2 separate regions of the Gossypium hirsutum genome follow, and region 2 is linked to region 1. The links are chromatin contacts, called in public Hi-C maps. All regions are on one chromosome and are shown on one strand. The core of a region is the stretch at or near the end of the contact, and the rest is flanking DNA. Distances in the headings are between cores, read along the strand shown. Region 1 holds the start of LOC107927214 (LOB domain-containing protein 41). Region 2 has its middle 85 kb from the start of LOC107927214.

Region 1 (7,298 bases), core at 2,273-4,772:
ATTGGTATAATACATTTAGTCCTCCAGACTTACATATTCTACTAATTTGATCCTAATTCTAAATAATTCAATAAATTTAACCATTCACATTTTTAAATTCTATCAATTTGATCTTCAAATTTTTTAACCAAAATTTTGAGTTTTTAAAATAGACATTCCACATTTATAAATTTGTAAAACCTAAATAAGAAAAAAAAAACTTCGTGCAAATATAACATATTTGTAATTAGACTTGATCCTGGGTTGAGCCAATACAAAATTTTAGGCCCAACCCTAAAAATGGGCCTAAAATTTGACCCAAGCATGACCTAGATTAAAAATGTTAAACCCGAGCCCAACACAACCTGCCTGTATTGATTATTTTTAGATTATTTTTCTATAACTTTTTAAATATAATACATCAAATACAATAAAAATGTCAAAACAAATATTTTCCAACAAATTGAAAATACAATAAAAAATAGTCTTTGTACTTAAATAAAACTAATATAGTTGCAACTTAGCATGTAAATGCCTCTAAAATAGTAGCAAAATTAACAATAAAATAAGATTTATAATAGTGAAATGACAGCAAAACATCAAAGAAACGATAGCAAAAAACAACAACAAAAAAGAAAGTTTAGGTTGATTTGGGTCGTGTCGAGCAGGGCTTGGGCAAAAAAAAACTTACTTGAGGCCTGACCCGTTTAGGTAATAGGCCTTATTTCTTGTCTAAGCCTATTTTTCAAACCTATATTCTTCCCAAGCCCTCCCATTTTTAGACGGATCTTCAGGATTAGGCGGGTGACTTAGATCATGATCAAGTCTACTTGTAATATATATTTTTGAGGAATAAATATAAAATTTATTAAGCCATTTTGAAAATCATATAAATATATATAACATTTTAAATATGATTATAATTGAAAAAATATTTAGTACACTATCCTTGAAACTTTTAGACTCCACAAATAAGATCGGGGGTTGACAAGTGTTCTATAAAGTATAATAAAATATTAAAAAAATAAATATTTAAAATGACAAATTTTAAAACTACTTATGGAATAAAAAAGACACTACAAATGTACTTAATACTATCTCAATTATAATATAAAAATATATTAATGCAAGGAGAGGATTGTACTAGTGTAGTCCAAGTGTTGATTTTTTTCACGCGTTTCTATCATTTTTAATATAATTAATATTTTAATAATTCAAATATTAATTTTTTCAATATAATTATACTTATTAAGTATTTATAATTTTAAACCATCAAAATATATCTATCAAATAGATTTAGAATATTATTTTTATTAATACTAAATTATATCATACCTATTGTGTAGGTGAAATTTTTTAACAACAAACATATTTATAATTTTATTTTTTAAACTAAAAAAAAAAGAGGAACATTTTCTTTGTGTAATGGTTGAGGCTTTTCTACTTTAGTATTGTATTTTTAAATAAATTATTAAAAAATACTTTGATAATCATATTAGTTGTAAAATGGTATTTAAGTTAGTGTTTAAATTCAATCAAAAGTTTTATATACAATATAAATATATTTTAAAGTTAAAAGCTTTTACATAAAATAAATAGTACAGTATTAAAACTTGACATAAATAATCTATATAAATAAATAATTATAAAAATATATAAATTGTCAAATTAAATTGTGGACACATTGCTTTCAAATTAAAATAATCTCGACTCAACTTTGCTACTATAATATAAAATGTGAAAAATTAAGTTTATTGAATTATATAAAAATATGTAAGAAAATTAAATATTTTATTATACAAATTTAGAAATGCCACATTATTATTTTAACGATAAATAACAAAAATAGGAGTAAATACAAGGTCCCAGTTTGTTTTATAAAATTTTGTATAGTTCATTCATTGTCATAATACAATTCCAATTAGGTAAAATAATAAAGTTGAAAAGAAATAAAATCTTTATGATTCCCCCTATAAAATTTACCATTTCTACTCATGTAAACTATTTCTTTTGTTTACATAAAGGGAAAAAGGAAAATTACAAAAAGAACTTACAAAAAAAAAAAAAAAAAGAAAAAACAACCCACAGCTCTTCTATGTATAAAACAAAAGCCGGAAACGAGCCGCCAAAACTGGGAACAAACTATCCTTTTGTTTTTCCTTTTATAAAAGCCATTTAAGCCGCCGGATAGTCAAGACCCAGCTCAAACTTACACGTTTGACTATCCTCGAACGTGCCGTATGCTTCCACTCTCCTTTTCTTTACAGGCACCACCACCTGACAAGCACGTGACATCACCGGTTTAAACCCCAGCGTCAACTCCAGCCCAATCTCGCTGCTTCCCTCCACCGTCCTTTCTTCCAACACCTTACCTCCGAGCTCCGGCCCCGCCGGAAACAGCCGCGAAGCCGCCACTGTTTCCTCTGAGATCATACTCGAGGTTTCTTTACTTTCCCCATCCATAACAGCCAACTCAGATTGGTGACTCAGCGAGGACTCGTGACTCGTCGACCGGTTTCCCTCGAACCCTTCATCAGCGTAACACCGCGGTTCGGGTGGTTCCGAGCTGCGGTTCTCCTCCTCTAAGACCGGGTTATTCACCTTCGGCTTCAAAGTTCTTTTAACTCGGCACCGTGTCTTAACTCGTTGGACATCGTTAGAGGCTGCAGAGTTTTCATCTTTGGAAACATGACGAATGTCGTATGCTTTTAGAGGCGGCCCTTGACCATTCGCAGCGGCTTCCGACGCAATCGGAGTGATCGGAGCACCTTTTAGCACAGCTTCTACGGCGGCTTGGCAAAGCTGCCAGCTTCCGGACCATAATAAGCCGACAGAACCGTATATCGGGTTCACTATCCGACCACAAGCCTCGTATAATAACGACCTAAAAATAGCTGAATAAATAGGGAAAAGAAATCAGTGAAAGAAAAGACAGTAATCTAAAAATAATGTAAATTAAAAATAAACAGAGCAGATGTGTGAAAGGAAAGTGAAACTGACCAGGGCGGAGGTGTTCGGGGCCGGCGTTGATGAGGTTCATAAGGCCAGCACGGCCATAGAACTTGGCTAGAAAGACGGTGGCGTTTGCTTGGGATTCAGGGCTTTTGATCCATTGTAAACAGGGCCTGATGCTACAATTTTCACTGCAGCCCTTACGAAGAATCCGGCATCCATTACAACTCATGCGCATTTTGAGAAGTTGGAGAAAGAAAAGAGAAAATTTGGGGGGGGGATTGAAGAAAAGAGGGAAGTTGGAGTATTTAAGGGAAGCGGAAAAGGAAAATATAAAAATAAGAGATATTCTTTTACGAAAAAATGGCCGCTGGGTTTTCAGGTATAGGACCAGGGGAACGCAGTTGTTTTAATTTCCAAAACGCTGGTTTCCACATTCAAGGAGGTTGGCTTTCAAAAATAAATCAATTTTTATTTAAAAAACAATAAAAACATGGTACTGCTATGTTTTTAAATACTTTTGCTATTTCACTACTCTCACCCTCTCACTCGTGCAACTCACTCCCAATTAAGGAATCCAATTTCAATTCCCCATTGGAGGCGTACTTAATGTACTGTCCCTTCTGCGTAAGACAACCTAAATATTTACGGAACGTAACTCCTCTCGGGGAAATCGATGCACAACTCATTTTTACTAAACTACCCCCACTTGCGCTCGATATGTTACTGCTTTCTAAAGGGTAAAACGGATACTTGAATATAAGGACAGGTGGTGAAAAAGGTAAGGGATGCCATGCAAATGGGTCCAAAAATTGAGAAAGGAAGAGAGTAGCGCGTGGAAGACACGTACAGGCATCAGAGTGTTGTCGAATCGCCACATATGAGGTAGAGGGTGTGAAGTGGGAGCCCCTGTTTTATTTTAATTAAAGAAAAACAGAATAAAATAATATAGAAAAAGGCTCCTGGTTTTCGGGAGGTTCGTGTTGATTCAAAAACCACTTTAAAAGAGGGAAAGCGAAAACCGGTAACCGGTTTCCGGATTTGAATGTTGGGACTGTGGGCGCTTCACAAGCTCATCAGCCAACGGTTTTGAAGGGGTTTCTTTTATATATTTTCTTTTCTGAAATTTGCATTAAGCTCATACTTATCATCTATTACAGTAGAATAAATAAAGAAATCATTTTTCTTTATTTGAGAAACCAATTTTCTTATACGGTTTTATTTCTAGTATACACTTATATGTTATCTTTATTAATCTCATTTACATTTCTAACTTTTTAAATTTTTTTTTTAATTTTACTTTTATAAAAAATAATCGAAAGGTTTGTTTGTTCATTTTAATGACATGATGACATTTTAGTATTTAATTAATTTTTAAATTCTAAAAAAAAATATTAAAAATATTGCAAGAAGTTGCACATTTCTCTTTTTCTTATATTTTTTTAAAATAATTTATTTAATTTTCATAATTTTTAAAAAATATTTTATATCTTTCTAACCAATTTATTCTTTCAAAATATTAATTTATATGATATTAAATTATTTTATATCATAAAATAAATATAGCTAATCATTCAAAACAAAACTAATATCCAAATTATTAAAACTAAGTAAATATATATTCATCCAGTAATTTCTTTTACACTTAAATATAGAAGGTTTTCTATTCAAAATAGATCTCTAAGTGGTAGTTTTTGCGGTGGATAAGGCGAAAAGAATGCTATTGACAGCGATGATTAAAGGATGGAAAAAGGCTTGGCAGTGCTTTCACTTACTGGTAGGGAGGAGGAGGAGGCATGGCAAGTAGATCTGAAGGAGGAAGTGAGGGAGTAGGTGGTGAATCTGAGTGTGGTGGGTAGCTTCTTGATGGCCACTGTTGTACAGTTTCAGGCGATGCGCACCACTTTGGTGAATTTATGGCACCCTCATGGGGGTGTTAAGATTACTTATATGGGTGAGAAGCGGTTTCTCTTTCAGTTTTACTATGAGATTGATCTTGACAGGTTCTTGGATGGAAGTCCCTAAACGTTCAACAACCATTTACTACTTTTTCATCGATTAAAGGAAGGGGATGACCTCATGGTTGTGCCATTGTTTCGGGTTGATTTTTTGGTCTAGATTCATGATCTTCTGACGGGATTAATGTCAGAAATGATGGCTAGGCAATTTGGGGGCTTTTTTGGGGCAATTTTAGTATGGTGCGAAGTCATTGAATAAATGGTATGGGGGTTATATGCGAATTCGTGTCAGGATTGATGTGAGAAATCCGCTAATGAAGCATAAGAAACTTATTCTGGAGAACAAATGGTTCTTTTATGCGCGATTCCAATATGAAAAGCTTTCGATATTTTACTTTTTTTTATGGCTGATTGGGATAATCTGAGAGATTTTGCCCAGCCAAGATCGTTAATGGGAAAAAAATTGGTATCTGAGTGGGATCTTTCGATTAAAACAATACCGAAAAGAGCAATGGTGGTGACTAGTCCTTAGTTACGGGAGAAGGGAGAAAGGCCACGGATTAAAAAATTGTAGAAATCGCTGGGTAAAAGGACAACTGAGGGGTTAGCGAATATATAAGGTCTATTTTGAAATAGGGATTTTTTGCGTCTAGCGAGAGCGAATCTTGGGCTGAATATGGAGGGAAGTTGGACACTGGTATTAGTGGAATAGAGAATATGGATTCGAATAAGGAGTTGTGAGAGGAGGATTTCCCTATGGAGATTGGAGAGGGAAAGAAGCGTCAACGCAGTTCTCAGTTTTCTTTAGTTTTTAATGAAATGGATTTGGGGAAAACTAATGATGGACTTCTTATGTTCTTGATTCTGAGATATTGACTGGTTCTGTAGGGTAGGGCAGCCGATTGTAATGGAAATCTTATGCTGAAATGTTTGGGGACTAGGGAATCCCCGAACAAGGCATCGCCTTTGGCATATGCTGAGGGTGACTAATCTCGATATGGTTTTTTTATGGAAACTAAGCTACATAGTTTGAAAATGGAGGAAGTTTGGAGGACATGGGGGATGTGGAGGGAATAGATGTTAGTAGCAAAGAAACAAATGAGGGTTATCTTTAGGATGGAAGTAAGGAGTTAAAGTAGTGTTAAGAAGATTTTCGATGAATCATATTGATGTGACAATGGAGGGGGAGTTAGAAGACATTAGGTGGCAATTTGTTGGGTTTTCTGGACATCTAATGGAAAATTTAAGGCATCATTCATGGGATTTGTTAAGAAATCTTGTATCTGATAATGGGGACCCATTGTTAGTTATGGAAGATTTCAACGAAATTATGTATTCCACAAGAAACAAGGGGAAAGGTTGACTGATGAATGGTCTATAGAAGCTTTTCACTTGATCCTTGATGATTGTGATTTGCAGGATGTGGGTTATGAGAGGCAATGGTTTACATGGGAACGTGAGAGACTAGCTAGTAATAATATTCAAGAAAGGTTGGATAGAGGGGTGTCTACTCCGGGATGGGAAGATTTATTCCCCAATTATAGCCTGAAGCACTGTGATCATTCGATTTCTGATCATTTTCCTCTCTTAATTAACACTTGTGGCAGAATGACAAGAAAAGAAAATTTGTATTGAGGTTTTAAATTTGAAGCAGCGTGGATTCTTGAAGAGTCATGTGAAGGTGAGGTGCGTTGACTTTGGGGGAATGCATAGGAACTGGTTCCTGACAGACTTCGGTTGGTTAGAAAGGATTTAGTGAGATGGTCTAGGGATGTGCGAAAGTCTTCATGTCTGAATATGGATTGATTAAAACTTCAACTCATGTTACTGAAAGCATGAATGACTTCTTGAATTCACGATTTACAGCAGAAGAGATTGATGCGGTGGTACAAAGTATGCATCATACAAAGGCACCAGGGGAAGATGGCTTGCCAGATCTGTTTTATCAACAGTTTTGGCATATTATAGGTACGAATGTCGGTGCTTATTGTTTGAATATTTTGAATAATGAGGGTTCTTTGTCAAAAATTAATCATACAAATATTATTCTTATACCGAAGAGGTTGAACCCTGTTAATATGACACATTTTAGGTCGATAAGTTTGTGTAATGTCTTTCTTAAAATTGTGACTAATGTTATTGTGCATAGAATGCAAATGATAATGTTGCACTACATTGAATAGGGGTAGAATGCGTTTGTGCTAAGAAGGTTGATTATTGATAATGTCATTGTTGCTTTTGAATTGTTGCACTCTTTGAATAAGAAGGTTGGAGAAAGAAGTGGGGCTTTTGAGTTCAAACTTGATATGAGTAAAGCCTATGATAGAGTAGAATCAAACTTAATTAAATATGTTATGCAAAAACTGGGATTCGGGGAAAATTGGGTCAAGTTGATCATGAAATGTGTTC
Region 2 (7,298 bases), core at 2,713-5,212, 86 kb after region 1:
TTCTTTCCACTTCATTCACATTCCAATTTATCATAAATTCAGTTTTCATAACCAGTTTGAAACTTCACAATTTAATCCTTTTACTATTATTTCAATATATCAAATTAATTCATCACATAATCAAAATTCAAACTATATTTATCACTACTTAATTTATTATTATTTTTATTCTTTTTTTGCACTTAATACTAAAATATTTTAATTAATTTAACTATTTTAACATAATTTATACTTAGATTAAAATTAAATAAATTAAAATTCTTGAAGTACTTACAACTAAGTCTTGGATGAAATATTTTCTTCATCCTTCACTCTTTGGTTACTTCCTTGCTTTTTTTTTTCCTAACTAATCCTTCACTTTTCTTCTCTTTTTCTTCATTTCCATACCAAAACATATAACATTTACTTGTTAAAATCATAATCAAATAACATATCTATACTATTTAAATGAAACTAACATGAATTTCATAATGAAACTTACCATTCTTACCTTAATCACTTGTAATCAAACCCTAGTTCTTATTTTCTCTCTTCTTCAAGACAATTATTGATACATTTTTCATGAAATTAAGGGTGGGTTTGGATGGGTGGTGAGATGAGGTGCGGTGCAGTGCATTTAGCTTACTATTTGTCTCAAGCTACAATATCGTTATAGTATCTAATCTCACTACCATCGTTGTTTTTACACTAAATACAGCTAAATGCGTCGTCTATCCAAACTCACCCTATGGTGAATACTAGGCTTCTCTATTGATTCCACTAAGTTTTCATGAAAGAAATTGGAGAAATTAAGCTTAAAAGGCTTAAAATTGGTGGAAATGACCTATTTGCAATAAAAAAGTTGAAAGGATGGTCAAATAAAAATATTTAATTCATTTAATAATTAAATGATAATTATCAAAATGACCCTCCAATCATATTTGTACACATTTTAGTCCTTAATCATTGCATTTTCCATAATTATCTTGTTTGAGTAATTACCATTTAATCCTCAAACTTTCTCTATAATACCATCCATGAATCATACTTTATTTTGGTAAAATTTCACTTATTGTCATTCCTCCTTTTTCCTTCAACTCAATGCAATCATTTCAATTTTTTAATTTTCTTACTTTTGCCCCAATATTTTTTATTCTCTTACTAGTAAGCCTATACCCTAAATTTATTTATCTTATTTCAAGAGTATTTTTAATTTTCTATCGGCTCTAACTACTTTCTATACTAACACTCAAAAATTCTTATTTTATCCATTTCTAAAATTTTCAAGTATATCTAACCCGACTTGGTATTGTTCCGAGCTCAATAGTTAGTTAGGGATATCATAGTGCCAATTTAGTCTTGATTGTAAAAATCTAATCCTCAACATTTACATATTGTGTTTTTTTTTTAATTTTTTACTTTTGCTTTTCTTTGTGGCCCTTTCACCTAAAAAGCTAAAAAAATATTAATGTATCAGCTAATTTGATTGGAAATATACAAAAAAAAAATGAAAAATTCCCAAAAATAAAAGATAATAATTTTCATTTTTTTATTCTTTTAAAATTAACCTTCAAAAATAAAAGTAAAACTACCAAAAAAAAAGGATCAACTTACACAATCTATAAATGTTGAGGCTTAAATATTTTTAGAATCAAGATTAATTGACATAATTTATAAATGTTTAGAGTTAAAGTTGTTATTATTCTAATTTTAAAAGTTTTCACTATTGGCCAGCTAATGACAAAGAAAAAAAAGACAAAATTGAATGTTTGGGTGATAATTTTGTAACTTTTCCTAGTTGGATGACCAAAAATTTACTAATAGTTGGATAATCATTTTATAACTTTTCATAGTTAAGTTACTAAAAAAGAAATTTACTAATAGTTGGGTGACTACTAATGTAATTTATTGTTGCTATTATTATGATTACAATAGTTTCTCATGGAAAAATAAAAGATTACAACTTCAAAAAAATGTTGTCTTTACTTGTATGATATGTTGATTAAAGTTCTTATCAGACATCTGCTTAACACGGGTTCAAATCATACTACCCCATCTCATTTCAATATTGTATAAAAAAAAGTTACAAGCACATAACATTGTTACAAGATTAAGTCTGAACCATATAAAGAAATAGTATAATTGGTAATTTGATAATGTGTTATCGATTAAGTCTATAGCTCGATTGGCATCAGTATTGTTGCTAGTACAGGAAGATGTCAATTCGAGAGCGTTGAAGCACCTTTATTCTCCTATATAAGAGTTGATGAGAGATTTTGGGTAGTTTTGACATTGTATCAAGAAATTTGATATTGTGTTGGTATTGATTAAATAAATTTTAAAAAATAAAAAATTAATATTAATATTTTACTATTTTAATTTTAGGGTAAAGTACACCAACAGTCATTCAACTCTGATTAAAATAACAAAACAGATACTAAACTTTGAAAAGTTACAACTAGTCACTAAACTTTACGAAAATAACAAAACAATCATTAACATTATTGAAAAGTGACAAATCAGTCACCCACTAACATTTTCCATTACAGGCCTAACGGAACAGGTGACATGTTCCGTTAACTAACCACATTGGACATGACCAGCCAGAAGAAAAAGAAGAAGAATAAGAAGAAAGGGAGATCACAGTGGGTGCCTCAGAACTCATTATACTAACCTCTTCAAACTGGCCATGTTCGCTTCCTACTTCAACCATATCGTCCCTGTTAACTTCACTTCCCGCTTCAACCTTTTTCAACTCCTCTTTTTCTTTTTCTTTTTTTCCAGAAAGATTAAAAACTTTGAATTTGTTTTTCTCTTAATCATACTATCATCAACCTCTCTCAACACTAATCACCGCCACTATCCAATTAACCAATCGCCATACATTGCCACTATTGTCAAATCCAAACACCCTCATAATCACTCCATTTACCATCGCCACCATAAACACATCTTCACCACACCTTCAACAACTAAAAAATTCACACAAACAACACAAAAAATAAAAAATGAACAATAAAAATAACTCCAAAGGAAAACCAAGTGGAAGCCTGCAACGGAGAGAAAGGAAACAAAGTCAAAGAAAGAAGAAAAAAATATAAAGAAAAAAAAAAGAAATAAGAGGAACGTTGAGGCTAGTTTTGAGGTCTGGGGTAGTCATCTCAGAAATTTGAATGGTAGGAATGTAAAAGAGCTCGCAAAAAACAACATACCTTGGAATCAGACTGATTCGATAGTCAGATTTCGAGATCAGGTAAGGAGAAATTTGAACGTTTAAGCATAGATTCGAGTAGTTCGAGGTGATTTTTGGAGAATATGACTCCAAATTCATGTTCAAAGGGTCAAAAGAGACTAGTTAAGAATTTAGAGTTTTTCGACCACCGTTGGCAAATCGGCGCAATAGTCCAACGTTGATTTTTGGGTTTTTTGTTGTTGTTTTTAGGTTGCATTAGAACAGAAAAAATTTTGATAGTACAGAGAAGGGAGAAGAGAATATTAAACAAAAAAGAGTTTTGGTTGTATTTGTTTAGAAAATTAATAATAAAAATTAAAAAAAATTTTGATGGTGGGATCATATTTAATGTGGCACCCTAATAGGTCACGTTAGCTGCTAGTTATGTCTATAACAAAAAATGGATTCAGGTGATTGATTTATTGCTTTCATAAAATTTAGTGGTTAAATTATAACTTTTCAAAATTTGATATTATTTTGATCAAAATTGAATAATTGCTGTTACTTTTCCCATAATTTTATATCGATTATTAGACATTAGTAATTGAACATTTTATACCATATCAATTATTATAAAAGTTTGAATTATTTTTATTACTTTAAATTGTTCAAAAATTTAAGTCAATTTATAAGATTATGGAATAATTCCAAAGAAAAGTAGCGATAATTCCAAAGAGTGCTAGTTTGGGAAAGAGTCCAAAAGCACATGCAGAATGGGGTAGAAGCGCGTGGAAGCCACTTTCTGGCGTAAAAGTGGAACTAAATGGCCACGTGGACATCATGCAGCTCCATGTTTTTAGGAGGGTTCCCACTACTATTCCCTAGTGGATTTGATGGAAAAACGGTGGGTGGCTCAGCCCAGCTGCGTCTGGTTTCGGCTTTGGCTTCTTTTATTTGTTGACCTCCAAATCTAGTAAAACGTTCTTCATTTGGGAGTTGGAACTGCTTATCAGCTAATGCTCAACTATTCCACGTCAGATCATTTCTTTTATTCTACCACCTAATTTTGTCCCCAACTTCATTTTTTTTTTAACTTGGGTTACAAGGTTTTTGATGGGACACGTGTTTCCTTTTTTATTTTAATTTTTATTTTTAAAATGAAATTGAGTCAAGATTAAACTCAGTTAAATTTCAAATATTTATAATTTAATTAAATTTTATTTCAATTATTTTGAAATTAATTTTCAGTTATGTCTAATTTAATCCATTTTAATTCTTCGAAACTTTGACATGAAATGAGTGAACATTTGGATATCCAAATGTTTCTTAAATAATTATATAAAAATAATAATCAAAATTTTGTTTAAAATAAAATAAAGTTTTGTCTTTAAAATATTAAAAGAAGTTTTTTAATAAAAGTATTTTGAGCCTCAAAGCCCAAATCAGCTTCTTCTTCTTCTTTTTTTAATTTGGGTGATTTATTTTTACTTTCCTTTTCTCTCTCTCTTTTTTCTTTTTTTTTGTTTTGTTGTTGTTTTTCGTTGTTTCTTTCAAAAATAAAATGTTGAATAATTTTTTAAAAAAATGAAAAAGAAAAGAGAAGTGACGCAAAGCAGATCGATAAGTTCCAGATCTGAAAGAAAATAAGAAAATTTCAAAAAATTTCGAAAAAGAGAAGGCAAAGAGTCTTTTAGTTTACTGGCCATTATGGGCAGGTCTTTGACGATGAAGGTTGGAGGAACTTGGCCGGAGAAAAAAATGGTACAGAGAGCAAACAAGCAGGGCCAAAACATAAAGAAGGAAGAATAAGGAAAAAAAGAATAATTATTTTGAAGAAAATAAAATGAATAAATGATTTAATTTAGAATTTTTTGAACTTTCATAGGTGATTGAACGGAAAAATTTCTCATCAATCCCTCCGTGTTTTCATTGCCGATTGCTTGATTGAAATACGACATATTACATTTGTTATCGAAGTAACAAAAAATAACTTCCTACTTTATTGAATACATTAAGAAATCAAATATGAGATCATTTAGATTAAACCATTTCAAATAATCCAATTCGTTTTTAAAACTTTAAAATCAAGATGAAAACATTTTAAAACAATACCAAATATAGATTTTTGAGAGCAACAAGAGACACCTTGTCTAGCATAGATGTATCATTACAAGTGAGGACGTGTATCGATACAAGTACCTTGTACTATAGCAGTGGACATACTGACTTACTTGATATGATACATTTGACTATACGTACTGATACACTATAAAATCATTTCAAAATTTACCTAATTTGACCTTTAATATCACCACATCAAACCATAATATCATACACATACACAGTACAAAGTTATCCTACTTATCCACCAAGCTAGTTTATTTGGCAAGCAAGAAACCAATCATTAAAGTACATAACCTTCTTATATTTACTTCATACTTCATCTAAGGCATTAAACCTAAACATATAATATGCATTAGAAAATCCCAATAAAATTATTAGAGTTAAACCAATGATCTATACTAAACAAGATACAGATGAATTTCATATACAAATTAAAAAATTATTAGAAAAAGGGTTAATAGAAACAACTAATAGTCCACATTCTATGTAACACCATACACTCGGTCTAGAAGTCCAGTCCAAGCTTAGAGAGTTGCATTGACAATACTTACATACCACACAAGTAACATAATAATACTAAACCATGTTTCATATAATATTCATCATCATAAAGATTAGTTATTTAGTTAGTATATAATCTCCCAATGTTCTACTATCATAAATTACCGAAAATCTTAACATAACATTTGAAAGAAAGGTAAAAGCTTGACCGAGCTCCCACGGCACTGACCTGTTCAAGATTGAAAACTACCTGAAATCTAATTAATAACAAATATGAGTTGTGAACTCAGTGCGTAAAAGAAATTTGTTCAATTAATGCTTACTTATAGAATATTTCCAAGTTCAAAGATTTACTTCGATACATACAAAATGTTTAATTCAGATTCAGAGCAAATTTGTTACATATATATATGTAATACCCTGAAAATTTTTACAGTAAGATATTATCCTTGATATAGTAAAATAAGGAAATAAAGTGACATAAAGGGAAATTTTGAGTTATGTCAATATTAAGAAGTATATTATGATATATTAATTCAAGAAAGGACTAAATTGTAAAAGTGAGAAAAGTTTTGTTGCACAAGAGTAAATACTCAAAATTTAAGGGGTTAAAGTGTAAATATGAAAAAGTTGAAGGACCAATAGTGTAAATATTTTAAGAGTGGAATGATCTAGAAACTAAGGAAAATGGATGAATTAGGACCAAATTGAATAGGTAAAGAACTATGAGGGACTAAATTGCAATTTTACCAAAATTAAATGATGACTCAAGGATGGAATTTTAAAAGATAATAAAGGGCAAAATGGTCAATTGGAAGAGAGAGAAATCTAGAAAGTAATGATGATGTTGATGATATTTTATGATTATTTAATTAGATATATATTATTTTAATGAGATATTTTATTATTATTTTATTATTAATTATTTAGTATGAAAGGAAGGAAAGATGAAGAATTTTCATCATCTTTCCATGCATGCAGCCAACGTTAGAAGAGAAGGAAAAGAAAGAAATTTTCTTTTCTTTACAATTTGGTCCTTCCACCAAAAATTCACCATTTTCACCTAGAAATCAAAAGAATTTCCATTGCTACTAAGAGAGAGAAATGTTAAGGAGTCCATGGGGAGTTAGAATATCAAGTTGGATTCAAGAAATAGAAGCTGGAGGAGAGAGAAAATCAAGTTAAAGATTAGTATCAATAGAACAAGGTAAGTATATCAAGATTTCAATATGTTTTTAAGTTTGTTATTATTGATAAAACATGGAAATAATGTTATAGTAGAGTTTTCTTACATAAGGTCTTATGTTCTTGAAATGTTAGTGAAGAGAAAATAAGAGAAAGTGATGAGAAATGGTGTAGAAAAAGAAAATAAGGATGTTATAACATGGTAATTAATATCTTGTACTAAAACAGTATTGGACAGCAGCAGTAGACTAACTTTGAAAAATCACCATAAATTTTATAAATCGAATTAGAAGATGAAAAAAATATGAAATTAAATCTCACTGAGTCTAGTTTCTCA

What was found. Hi-C and Micro-C count contacts between places; a contact is called where the count stands out from the background.
Region 2: a Hi-C map of leaf shows a contact between it and region 1, with 3 times the contacts expected there. The contact joins the enhancer-like site here to the promoter of LOC107927214 in region 1. A contact is called at or near these places in 7 of 34 Hi-C or Micro-C datasets (fibers, hypocotyl, leaf and 1 more).

Annotation. Positions count from the first base shown.
Region 1 is chrA12:11,444,410-11,451,707 of Gossypium_hirsutum_v2.1, forward strand. It overlaps LOC107927214 (LOB domain-containing protein 41), which reads right to left and starts at 3,523. Exons shown (of 2, transcript XM_016858244.2): 1 at 2,980-3,523; 2 at 1,849-2,873. The coding sequence starts at 3,169. The coding sequence ends at 2,155.
Region 2 is chrA12:11,529,474-11,536,771 of Gossypium_hirsutum_v2.1, forward strand. No RefSeq gene overlaps it. Among protein-coding and RNA genes, the nearest start is that of LOC107927214, 85 kb to the left of the region's middle. Within about 2 kb of position 3,963, at least 4 of the 9 cell types and tissues checked have an H3K27ac peak or open chromatin away from gene starts, as enhancers often do. A contact at or near this core is called in fibers, hypocotyl and leaf, where this site is marked.